Regions from separate parts of the Gossypium hirsutum genome. Here regions 1 and 3 are each linked to region 2. Evidence: chromatin contacts called from public Hi-C data. All regions are on one chromosome and are shown on one strand. Each heading gives the region's core, a stretch centred on a gene start, on an enhancer-like site or on the middle of the called end of the contact. The rest is flanking DNA. Distances are from core to core; before and after follow the strand shown.

Region 1 (3,548 bases), core at 301-2,800, 150 kb before region 2:
AGGTCTAATAGACCAAATAAGGAGAAAGCTAATATACTAGTAAAATAGAAAGTCATTATGAAAAGCTCAATCAATATCTCATTTTGCTTACTTGGAGAAGATTCTCAACTTAAGTATTTCCTCGAGTCACGATCAAAGCCAACTTCATCTATACACCACATAACAATATACATTCAATTCCTAATCACCTTCATAAAGAAATCAAACAATATCAACATCTGAACCTAATCGATAAAAACAAATTTACATGGGGTGATAATCCTATATTTTGTTCTTTTTATGAAGTGCAACCCTTAATCCCTATGGTGCTTGGTATGTATTTTCATGTTGGTTTGATTCACAAATTAACCCTGTGTAAACAAACTCTTATTTTAGGTATATACTACAAATCTCATCTAAACATTTCTATCCTTCAAATATAACGACAACACAAGATATGTCATCTTTACTGTCTCTTTTAACCGCTTCTGCAATTAGTTGTTTCGAAGCCTTTTGTGGGTCTTTAAACTTTTTTGCAATATCAATAGTCTCTTGGTTACTCATCACCTGGATTAAGCATATGCAAAAGGAAAAATAAATCATATAAAACTATTTCTAGCTCAATAACGAGACACTAAAGTAAAGTGTTTTACCTTCCAAAGGCCATCACTTGCAAGAATTAAAATATCTGTATTGTTATCTATGTTGGTCCATTGAATGTCGGGATCTGATCGTAGATGCGATTTAAGGCTCTTGTCATCGAAAGCACGTGAAACTGCCAGTTATCCATTAACTTTAGGAACATCTCCTAATAGCTTGCACAAACAACACATTAACAATATCATTATATTAGCAAATTAGAAATGCAGGGTCGTACTTTACGCAAGGAATATGATGCATATAAATCAACCAAATTAGAACCAAGACCTTAATACCACTCAATAGTAGAAACCTGAAGTTTTCAAGCATTGATTTCTTTCTTTGTATCTTCACCATGTAGGGCTAACAAACAAGAATTAAAATGATAAAACATAACAAAATGGGGTCTGAAAATTTACTTTTTTGGTTGGCAACACCAAGATTCTGAATGCAATGGAACATGACATTTCAAATTTGTAGTAGCTTTAACATGCCTAATGCATTTGTACTTTATAACCAACACAAAGACATGCCTTAAAAGACCATTAAGTTGTTATACAACAAGGAACAAAAACATAAAATAGAGCGCAGAATTTCACTAGTGATTGATATGTGAAAAAGGAAAGACAAAACACTTTATGGTACTACAAGGTTAGAAAAGTTGATAGAGATGATCTCTCTCTATGATTACAAAGAGGCTAAGAACTAAATACAAGCATTAAGTATTAGAAGGATCAAGACCATTGAAAAACACTCAGCAAATATGACCAAAAAAATTCATTGAGTTATTAACATATATGAGCAGATGTGAACAAGCTCAAAGAATTAACTTCTAAAACTTGGAAGCAATAGAAGACGTGACATATTTGAGACGAATCCACCTATGTTCTCAATGTTGCCTTGTTCAATGATGGGTTCATGATCTGTTGTCATCTGTATTGCTTGACTCCCTCTAGAAAGAACAACACGTGAATCTCTTACGTTTTCCACACATAGTTTTATTCCATTTATCAATGTTGTAGTTACAACAGTGGATCCACCACGACCAAGTCTGAGCTTTGTGAAAGAATTGCCTGATCTGTTTTCTCATAAGTCTAAAGGGGTCAACCTAAAACTCTTCCAATAATAAGTGAGAAAATGTAAGCATATGATGTTTTAAAAATAATAAAAGCAAACCATTCGAAAATGATATGGCACATCCCACCTTCTTTAGGATATTGGCAAACAAGTGCTTCTTTAGGTAAGATGATATAATATCTACCAAATGACCATCGTAGATAGAAAAAAGCCCTAACTCATGCTATAGAATCTGCATGAACTTACCGACATGATAATCCTCCATAGGATGATTAGCTTTCCCTTTTACTAGGCTGAAACCAAACTTTATCATACCCTCATGGCTTTTCCTCTTACCAGAACCTAAATACGAACGCCCTTCTCCAAGATAAGATATGACCCAATTAACCTCTAAATGGAAATCAAAGATCAATGGATTGAAAATCCTACAAAAACTTGGTCCAAAATCAAACCTAAACACACCCAGAAAATTGACAGAGCAAAAGAAAATGAAAACCTTGGCTATGGCAACTCTACTAAGAGAAAGAAAATGAAAGCAGAAAAAGAGTAAAGTGGAAAGAAAAAGGGTAGGAAAAATGATAGAGGAAAATGAAAGGAATAGAGGGAGAAAATGTTTCCCTAAAGGATGCTTGATGAAGGGGAGGAGTGGTATGCTTAGAGTCAAATGAAGCAAGGGAGTGATTGTCTGGGTGAGGGAGAGTATTTTTGAGGTGAGAAAGGGTAAAATGGAAACAGGGCAAGCATCGAATCAATAATCAGTGAGGAGGAGATGGAATAGAAATGACACAATTTCTGTACATAAGCCCGTAATAGGGGGCATTCCATTGAACCAAACAACTTTTTGTGGTGGGTCCACAGAATAGAATTGTAATGACTGGCATAATATTGAACCAAAGAGAGTGTAAACTCTAATCTAACTCCAATGTCATGAATTATAAACCTCAGTTATTATTATTTTATAATTTTATTTAATTAGTGTTGGAAAATGCATGCTATGAGTTAAAAAAATACTTAAAAAAATATTGAATAAAAATTAAAAAAAAAGGTGATATTCTAATATAATTTAAATTCATTCTGCAATCATCTCATCCCATAATCTTATATGCATTAATCTTTTTAGAAAGAGGTATTCATACGCATTGTAATAAATAGTGCAGATTTAGATTTTTATGAATATCTAATTTGTTTTTTTTTTATAAATATTCTACTTACTATATTCATAGTGAATTTGGAGTTAAACTTCATATATCTATTATTCGGATTTGCTTTATTTTATTTGATAGCAGATGCGAATTTAAAATAATGGAAAGTCAAATATGCATGAATGGCTTTTAAATTTGGATATCTGATTTTTTTTATTTAATCTATATTTTCATACTTATTAAATAAAGATATATGGTGGACACATAGTTTAATTAAGTCAAATTCAAATTTAGATAATAATATTGCTGATAAGAATTGAATTAGGCTTTCAAAGCATTTTTACAAATTTGTATCTAGGTTTTTAGAATTTTAAAACTGAATTTACTTGTTTAGGTAAAAAAAAATTTAAATAATTTCAAAATTCGCCATGGGATTTTAATACCTCAATTTCACTTTGTTTTTCAAATTTCTTTTATAATTTTATTTCATTGATATAAGATAAATATTAAAATTTCAAAAATTATTTTTATTTACTTTTAATTTTTTTATGATAAATAATCATAACTTTTTAAAAATATAATAATATGCATTTTTAAATTCATAAAAATTCAATAACTTAAATTTAAAAAATATTTATCCAAACAAAAAAATCTAATTACTAAAACATTTTAAAAAAATTTCATCCAGCCACAGTTTTTGTTGACTTTGAT
Region 2 (3,609 bases), core at 524-3,023:
ATTTTTAGGTTTTAGAGTGCTAGTGGTTGCTTTAGCATCATTTTAAAACTAGGTGTATACACAAAAACACAGAAAATGAGAAGCGACGAAAACCAAAAAATAAATCTGTCAACGCCACACGGGTGTGTGGTCGCCTGTGTGGTAGGCCATGTGACAATGCATGGGCATATAATCGATGAGCCAAGCCATGTGCGCAAGACACAAGCGCATGACACGACCATGTGAAGGCTGGTGGGGCGGTGTGCGATACACAAGCTCGACCTATTGGGTCGTGTGGGACGCACGAGCATATGGACCCACACAGTCAGGCCACATGGGCATAGGAGCCCATTTTTCTAAAATAATCTATAAAGTTTCACGAGTCGACTAAGTCGACTGTGACCTATCGTAGGGTTGGCAAGAATTACTTAGACCCTTGATTCTGTGCTCTGACTATGTGATGTATGTATTAAGCATGTACTCTTAGCATCTGTTTTTGACCGATTGTATGATCTGTTAAATTGCATTATAACATGACATATGTTTCTGATGCATTGCATCGAGGTGGGGTTGAAGATATTTCGGAAGAAGTGTCTAAAAGGCTTTAAACCTGTTACCTGGCAGCTCAGCTGCACTATTCTACTTATGTGCCTTAATTCAATACAGTATGGTGTGTAGGGATGGGTGGGTTGATTATATCCCCACATGGTGTGTAGGGCTGGATGGAGATGGTGTGTAGAGGCTGGTGGGTAGGATTCTGATATTCTAATCTGCATTCTGTACCTGAGCTGGGCTAAGGCCCTAAGTTATATTTGATTTTGTATCTGAGAGGGCTAAGGCCCACATTGATTCTGTAATGGGCTCAGGCTCAAACTGTATATACATGATTGATTTATGTTATTATGCTATGTGCACATATTCTGTGGGGATTACACACTGAGTTTACGAAAACTCACCTTTTTTCTGTTTGATCCGTTCAGGTAATCCCCAGGATTAGAAAGATTGGAGCAACAGAGGACTCAAAGGTGACCACTACTTCTGCCTCATAATAAATTTATAGTTTTATGCTTATCATGGTTTTAGTTTTTATTTGGGAAATTTTGATGTAATTATGGCCATTACGGGTTTTTGTTTAGATATGGGATGACACTTTGGTTTCCAGATTTATCACTACAAACACATGACGTTTTCTCGAAATTAAAGTTTTCCTAAAATGAATGGTTTTTTAAAATAAAAAGTTCACAAGCTTCCACTAAAAAGATCACGTTTTGAACCGTAAAACAAATATGCGTTTTCCTGAGTTAATTAAAGACTAATAAAATGGAAGGGTTTTCACTCGATAAATTAGACTACATATTCCATTCCATGTGATATCGCCAGATTCAGCCATTACGTCTAGGCCGGGTTTGGGGTGTTACATTAAGTGCTATTAGAGTCAAGTTGCAAAACTCGACTATGGATTTGGGTTTTAAACTTGGTTTTAAAGAAATAATTTGAAATATTTTTGATTAAGTATGTGGTACACCGAGTCTCCAGCGCCGATCTTGTAAGTTTCTGAAACTCTAATTAGAATGTCTGAAAGTATTATTAGAATATATTGAAACTACTTCAGGTAGTATATCACACTAAAAACACTCTAGGTAGTGTAAACTGAAAACTGTAGTGAGACTACTACTCGCGATAACCGACTTTGAGCATTCTGATACTGTACGGTATAAAATATCTGTTAATAAAATATTAGAACTATTGACTAATGTATAAAACTATTAATACAGATAAATTCCGGAATGTGCAATGAGCACACGAGGTATCTACGGATGGGGTACTAGAGGTCGTGGCAGCATGTCGAATCTTGATACGAGCGAGATGCTGGTTTCACCTGCTTTAGAGGCTAGGTCTCATGATCACACAGCCAGGGATGACGCATTGTCCCAGGCTATGCTGAGGATTTTAGAGAGGGTCGCTGGGCCCAACACTAGAGCTGGGAGCCGGAGGTCAGTTATAGAACGACTCCGGTCCAATGGGGATGAGTTATTCAGAACTGTCGTTGGAGTCGCCCCTAACGTGGCTAAGTACTGGATGGAGGCCAAGAATAGAATAATGGATGATCTGGACTTTACCCCTGAGCAGAAATTGAAAGGGACTGTTTCTCTGCTTCGCGAGGAAGCATATCAGTGGTGGCTGATGATTAAGGAGGGCACTCAGCTCGACCGATTGACTTGGGACTATTTTAAAACTGTGTTTCAGAGTAAGTATATAGGAGCTAGCTACATTGATGCCAGGAGGCTTGAGTTCCTTAATCTCACCCAAGGAGACCGTTCAGTGGTCGAGTATGAGGCCGAATTCTTGAGATTGAGCCGTTATGGGCGAGGCCTGTGGTGACTGAGTACGAGAGATGTGTACGTTTTAAAGACAGTATTAGGGATAATCTGAGGATACTGATAGCTCCGTAGAGGGAGCATGAGTTAGCTGTTCTAGTCAAGAAGGCCAAGATTGCTGAAGATGTTAAACGCGCAGAGCACCAGAATAGAGATCGCGAGAGGGGTAGGAACAAGAGGGATTTAGAGCCTTCGAGTTCTGGGTTGAGGCCTAAAAAAAAGGCCAGATCTGATGGGCCAATAAGAGCTGGGCCTCTTATTGCACCTACTGGGGTGGCATTGTTTGGGCATTGTGGTAGATGCCATCCGGGCGAATGTTGGAGAACTACTGGGCATGTCTAAGATGTAGTTCAACTAAGCATCGTGTTAAAGACTGTCCACTGAGAACTGATCAGATGCAAGCTCAGGGTTCTAGTACTGTACAGCCGCTAAGAGTAGTTCAGCAGCTATCTTGTGGCAGAGTCAAGCCAGGGGTGGTAACGGCATGGGCCGAGGACAGAGAGCACCAAGCAGAAGTGCTGGATCGACTGAGACGAGGCAGCCTACTTTGGTTTATGCTGCTCGTTATCATGACGACCAAGATGCTTCGTACGTTATTACGGGTACGTTTTTAATATTTAATGTATCTTATTTGGCATTGATTGATATAGGCTCTACACACTTCTATGTAGCTGTAAGACCCAATTTGTGCCCGGGCTTACACAAACTAAAAAACAAATCAAAATATAAATAATAATAATATCCAATGTCCATTTCTTACATAGCCCAACAACCAAAAATAACGGGCTCAAATTAAAAAAACCTAAACCCAACAAAATACACAGCCCAATGGCCCAAATAATCCAAGCTTCAGTTTCAGAAAATGAAACCCTAAGTCAGTAGCCTCGTGCCGCAGCCTTCATGAGTGGCCTCGCTACATCGCACGTGCACCTCCGTTCCTCCACGTCAACGAAACCTACGAGAAGGAAAATAAACAGCAAAGGAATGCACGAGAGAGAAGCTAACAGAATTTACAGCGATTGACAGCAAGAAAATGTAATTTTATTTTTTATTTACTCTGTAAATCTGGCTATAAAAAGCCGTCAAATGTACCTGCAAAAAAAAGGCATATTACGCACACTCTACGCATACACATACAATATACATACATCAAATTTAGAAAATTTCAAAAATAAAAGAATTTCTGGAAAGGTGATCTTCCTTATTCTTTTAATTTTTCTATTATTTCTATCAATTTTCCTGCAAGTATTTT
Region 3 (3,702 bases), core at 895-3,394, 250 kb before region 2:
GTTTAGAACAGGCTCCGGTTTAGAAAATAATTCAACTTCTACACTATCAGGGTCAGGCTCTTGAGGTGGATCAACATCGGGCTCATCATCCAACACACCATTATCTGCAACGTATGAGGTCTCCTCGCCGATGGACGTCATAGGGTGTACATCATCCCTTCTTGTAGACGTTTCGTAATGTCCCTAATCAGATATGAATTGCCAACTACTAGAAGTTGATGTCATTCCCCAGTACCTATTTTTACCATCAAACATCAACCTACTGAGGTGTATGTCCCATCCACTAACTGAGTGTCGTATAGAAGTTGTGTATTCCATACTGCTACCAAACACAGACGCTTCCATGTTCTGCCTACCACTGACGGAGTGTCGGGTAGAGGTCATGTATTCTTATTGAACAGCAGTAGATGTTGAAGTTGCAAATGCTTCATTTGGCAATAAAAATTGTACATATAACTTAAGATAGGGTGATCCACTAACGAGATGAGTTTGCACCATCGCCTCCAAGTTACACCACCTTTGATATCAAATGAGTCATATGTCACGAGATCAATCGAAGCACAAAATCGATACTTAATAGATGAAACTCTCATTGACTTCGTTCCAAAAATTTTACACCTAAATCTTTTACGAAATTCTGTCAAATCTATGTTATGGTTAAAAACCAGTCACATTGTGTTATTCGATAAAAAAATAACACTGTTCTTGATGTCACGGACCTCACCATCATAGTAAATAACAACACTAATACGTTCACTCATCTTCAATTTCTATTTTGCTTAGCCTCTCTAATTTTTTTTTGTTGTAACTTATGCAATTTGAGTTTGAAATTTGACTCATTTATAGCCTAAGGCCAAATAGGCATTACTGTAGAAAAGAGCGTCCACGTGGAAGCTTTTTCAGTAATTTTGCTGATAGTGCATCTTGCTTGAAGTGTTTTTGACACTATTTTGTTAGAATCGTCTTCTAAAAATTATTTTTTTAGGAACTACTATAGAAAAAGAGCGTCCATGTAGGAGCTTTTTTCAGTAATTTTGCTGATAGTGCATTCTGCTTAAAGCATTTTGACATTATTTTTTTAGAACCGTCTTCTCAATTTTTTTTAGGAACTACTGTAGAAGAACAGCGTCCACATGGAAGCTTTTTTTAGTAATTTTGTTGACAGCCCATCCTGCTTGAAGCGTTTTTGACATTATCTTTTCAGAACCGTCTTCTCAAAATTAAATTTTTTGAAACTATTGTAGAAAAAAATAAAATCATTCTTTTCAATATAATTTTTTCTTAACCCTTAACCTAAACCCTTTTACAAAAACCCTAAAAGCTAAATATAAAAATTATTTAAAAAAAAACTAAACCCTAATTTAAATAATTTTTTTAAAAACTCTAAACCCTAATTTAATTAATTTATTTAAAATCCCTAAAACCTAATTTAATTATTATTTTTTTAAAACTATAAACCATAATTTATTTCTTAAAATTCTTAAACTTTAAATAAATAAAACCCTAAATTATTTTAACAAAACACTAACCTAAGCCCACAAACCCTAGGCAATAAACATGCAAATAGCCCTAACCCTAGAAAAACAAGGGCTAAAACACATCCTTGAGGGAGCGATTTTGTCATGTTAGCAAACACATCCACGTCAGCGCGTTTTGTGCTGACATGACAAAATTGCTCCCTTAGGATGCGTTTTGCTGAATTTTCCCCCTAAAATACTCCTACGTGGGCACGTTTTAATATTTTTTGCCCATTTCAGTAAATAATGAAAAAAGTGGCATATTTACGTAAATAAAGTTGGAAATATACCTTTATTGATAAAATATTCAAGTTTTATATTAACCCAAAAAAAATCTTAAAAAAATAATTGCAATTAACTAGTTAATTTACGACCTGTCACATTAGCCAAATTTCTTTTAATTTCAGACACTCAAATTCTAAGTTAAGTAATTCAAAAATGTTTTTTTAATGTAAATTTAATATAAAATATTTTTCAAGAATAAAATGAATGAAACTTCAACATAAAACAAAAGTAAAATCGAAGCGCGGTGAGATCCAACCCGACCATGCTTAGCCGAGCATAAATACATATCATCACATGTAAATAAATAAATAAATAAAAGGGATGAAATGGTAAATTTGTATAAGAAGAAAGCAAGAGAGAAGCGGTTAGTAGTGGGTCGTCTCTCACTTGTGTTCAACGTCCCTTGCCTGCAAGCAATGTTAGACCTCTCTTTTTGAGGCTTTGACACACAGAATCTATACACAGAAACAAACCAACAACAAAAAAAAGAAAGGAATAAAAATAGCAATTCATAATAAAACAGAGTTCTCTGTTTCTGTTTCTTTCTCTTCTTCTGAAAAAAAGTTGGAGCTCATTTTTTGCAACTGTCGTTTGATTCGGCTCAAGCTTCTTCTGTTTTTTTTTCCATATGGGTTTTTTGCTTCTTTGATTGCTAGTGTTGGAGAAATAGAGGGGATTTTAGGTTGGGAAGTTTCGAAAATATGTCTTTTAAAAGCAAAACAGAGCAGTCTACTAGGAGTTTTGTTTCAAAGAAATGGACTTTTCTTCTTTGTTTGAGCTGCTTCTGTGCTGGAATTCTCTTCACCAATAGGTAATACCCTTTACATTCTTTTTTTTTGAAAGTTTAAAACTTTTGGCTTTCCCTTATTTCAATGGTGAAACCATGTTAATTTGCTTTGTTAATAGATTTTTGAGTTATGTTTCTTTTTACAATTATTTGTCCAAGCTTGTGTTCATGTTGAGTTTCAATTCTCTCTTTTTTTTCTTTTTTTTAATTATTAGTGGGTCTTATTTATTTGGTGTGCCTATTAATGCAAAATTGGATCTAACCTTTGGGATAAGGTTGGTTTCAATTGACAAGTCAATTTTCATATATTAAGCGTTCTAATTTTAATGCTTTTATCTCATTGATGTTTCATCATTTGATAAACGTTGTGCAGAAGAATTAAATAGTTGCAATAGGGAACCTTGACTATAGTTGAAATTTTTACTGCTTTTGTTTTCTTTCTTTTTTTGCACATATAAAAATTTTTGGTTCAAATTTGGATTACAGGTAAAATTTTGGGTTTTCATTATGTTAATGTGTAAAATTGGTAACAGGATGGTGGCTGTTCCTGAATCTAAAGCTATCATGCGGATAACCGCCGTAGAAGCTGAAAAATTAAAACTCATTTCTGAGGGTTGTAACCTAAAAGCTGTGAGTCTCTTTAACTTGCATTCATATAAACCTTTTGTTAAGTTTTGTAGGTTTTAAGCTGTTTGGTTTCCTTTCTTTGTATCAGAAAGGAGAAAAGCATGTATCAAAGGACATCATTGGGGAGGTTTTCAAGACTCACCATGCTATACAGTTAGTATTGCTTTTGTCTAACTATGGTTCATTTGATTTTTAAGTGACTGATCAATGAACTGGTTGTGTCATTTTTCGATGTAGGACATTGGATAAGACTATTTCCAACTTAGAGATGGAATTAGCTGCTGCAAGGGCGGCTCAAGAATCTTTACACGGTGGTTCTTCGTTATCCGAAGATGTGAGTAGAGTTGGATCATCTAGGAAGAGAAAGTATCTGATGGTTATCGGAATTAATACGGCTTTCAGCAGCAGGAAAAGAAGAGACTCAGTTCGTGCTACATGGATGCCACAAGGTGGTCGGATTGATTCTTTTTGACCCTTCCATACCCC

What was found. A called contact is a pair of places that touch in the nucleus more often than the background predicts.
Region 1: a Hi-C map of leaf shows a contact between it and region 2, with 3 times the contacts expected there. The contact joins the promoter of LOC121212306 here to the promoter of LOC107894485 in region 2. A contact is called at or near these places in 7 of 34 Hi-C or Micro-C datasets (callus, hypocotyl, leaf and 1 more).
Region 3: a Hi-C map of leaf shows a contact between it and region 2, with 2.2 times the contacts expected there. The contact joins the promoter of LOC107916640 here to the promoter of LOC107894485 in region 2. A contact is called at or near these places in 2 of 34 Hi-C or Micro-C datasets (both in leaf).

Annotation. Positions count from the first base shown.
Region 1 is chrA13:55,963,790-55,967,337 of Gossypium_hirsutum_v2.1, forward strand. LOC121212306 (probable protein phosphatase 2C 10) reads right to left here and starts at 1,551. Exons shown (of 3, transcript XM_041084765.1): 1 at 1,458-1,551; 2 at 633-754; 3 at 406-546. The coding sequence starts at 1,551. The coding sequence ends at 406. It also overlaps the pseudogene LOC107893583.
Region 2 is chrA13:56,109,770-56,113,378 of Gossypium_hirsutum_v2.1, forward strand. It overlaps LOC107894485, which reads left to right and starts at 1,774. Exons shown (of 2, transcript XM_016819756.1): 1 at 1,774-1,874; 2 at 1,959-2,361. The coding sequence starts at 1,774. The coding sequence ends at 2,361. It overlaps LOC107893584 (a long non-coding RNA gene), which reads right to left. Exons shown (of 2, transcript XR_001682880.2): 2 at 3,065-3,449.
Region 3 is chrA13:55,860,553-55,864,254 of Gossypium_hirsutum_v2.1, forward strand. LOC107916640 (probable beta-1,3-galactosyltransferase 2) reads left to right here and starts at 2,145. Exons shown (of 11, transcript XM_016845955.2): 1 at 2,145-2,613; 2 at 3,123-3,219; 3 at 3,305-3,369; 4 at 3,454-3,665. The coding sequence starts at 2,504.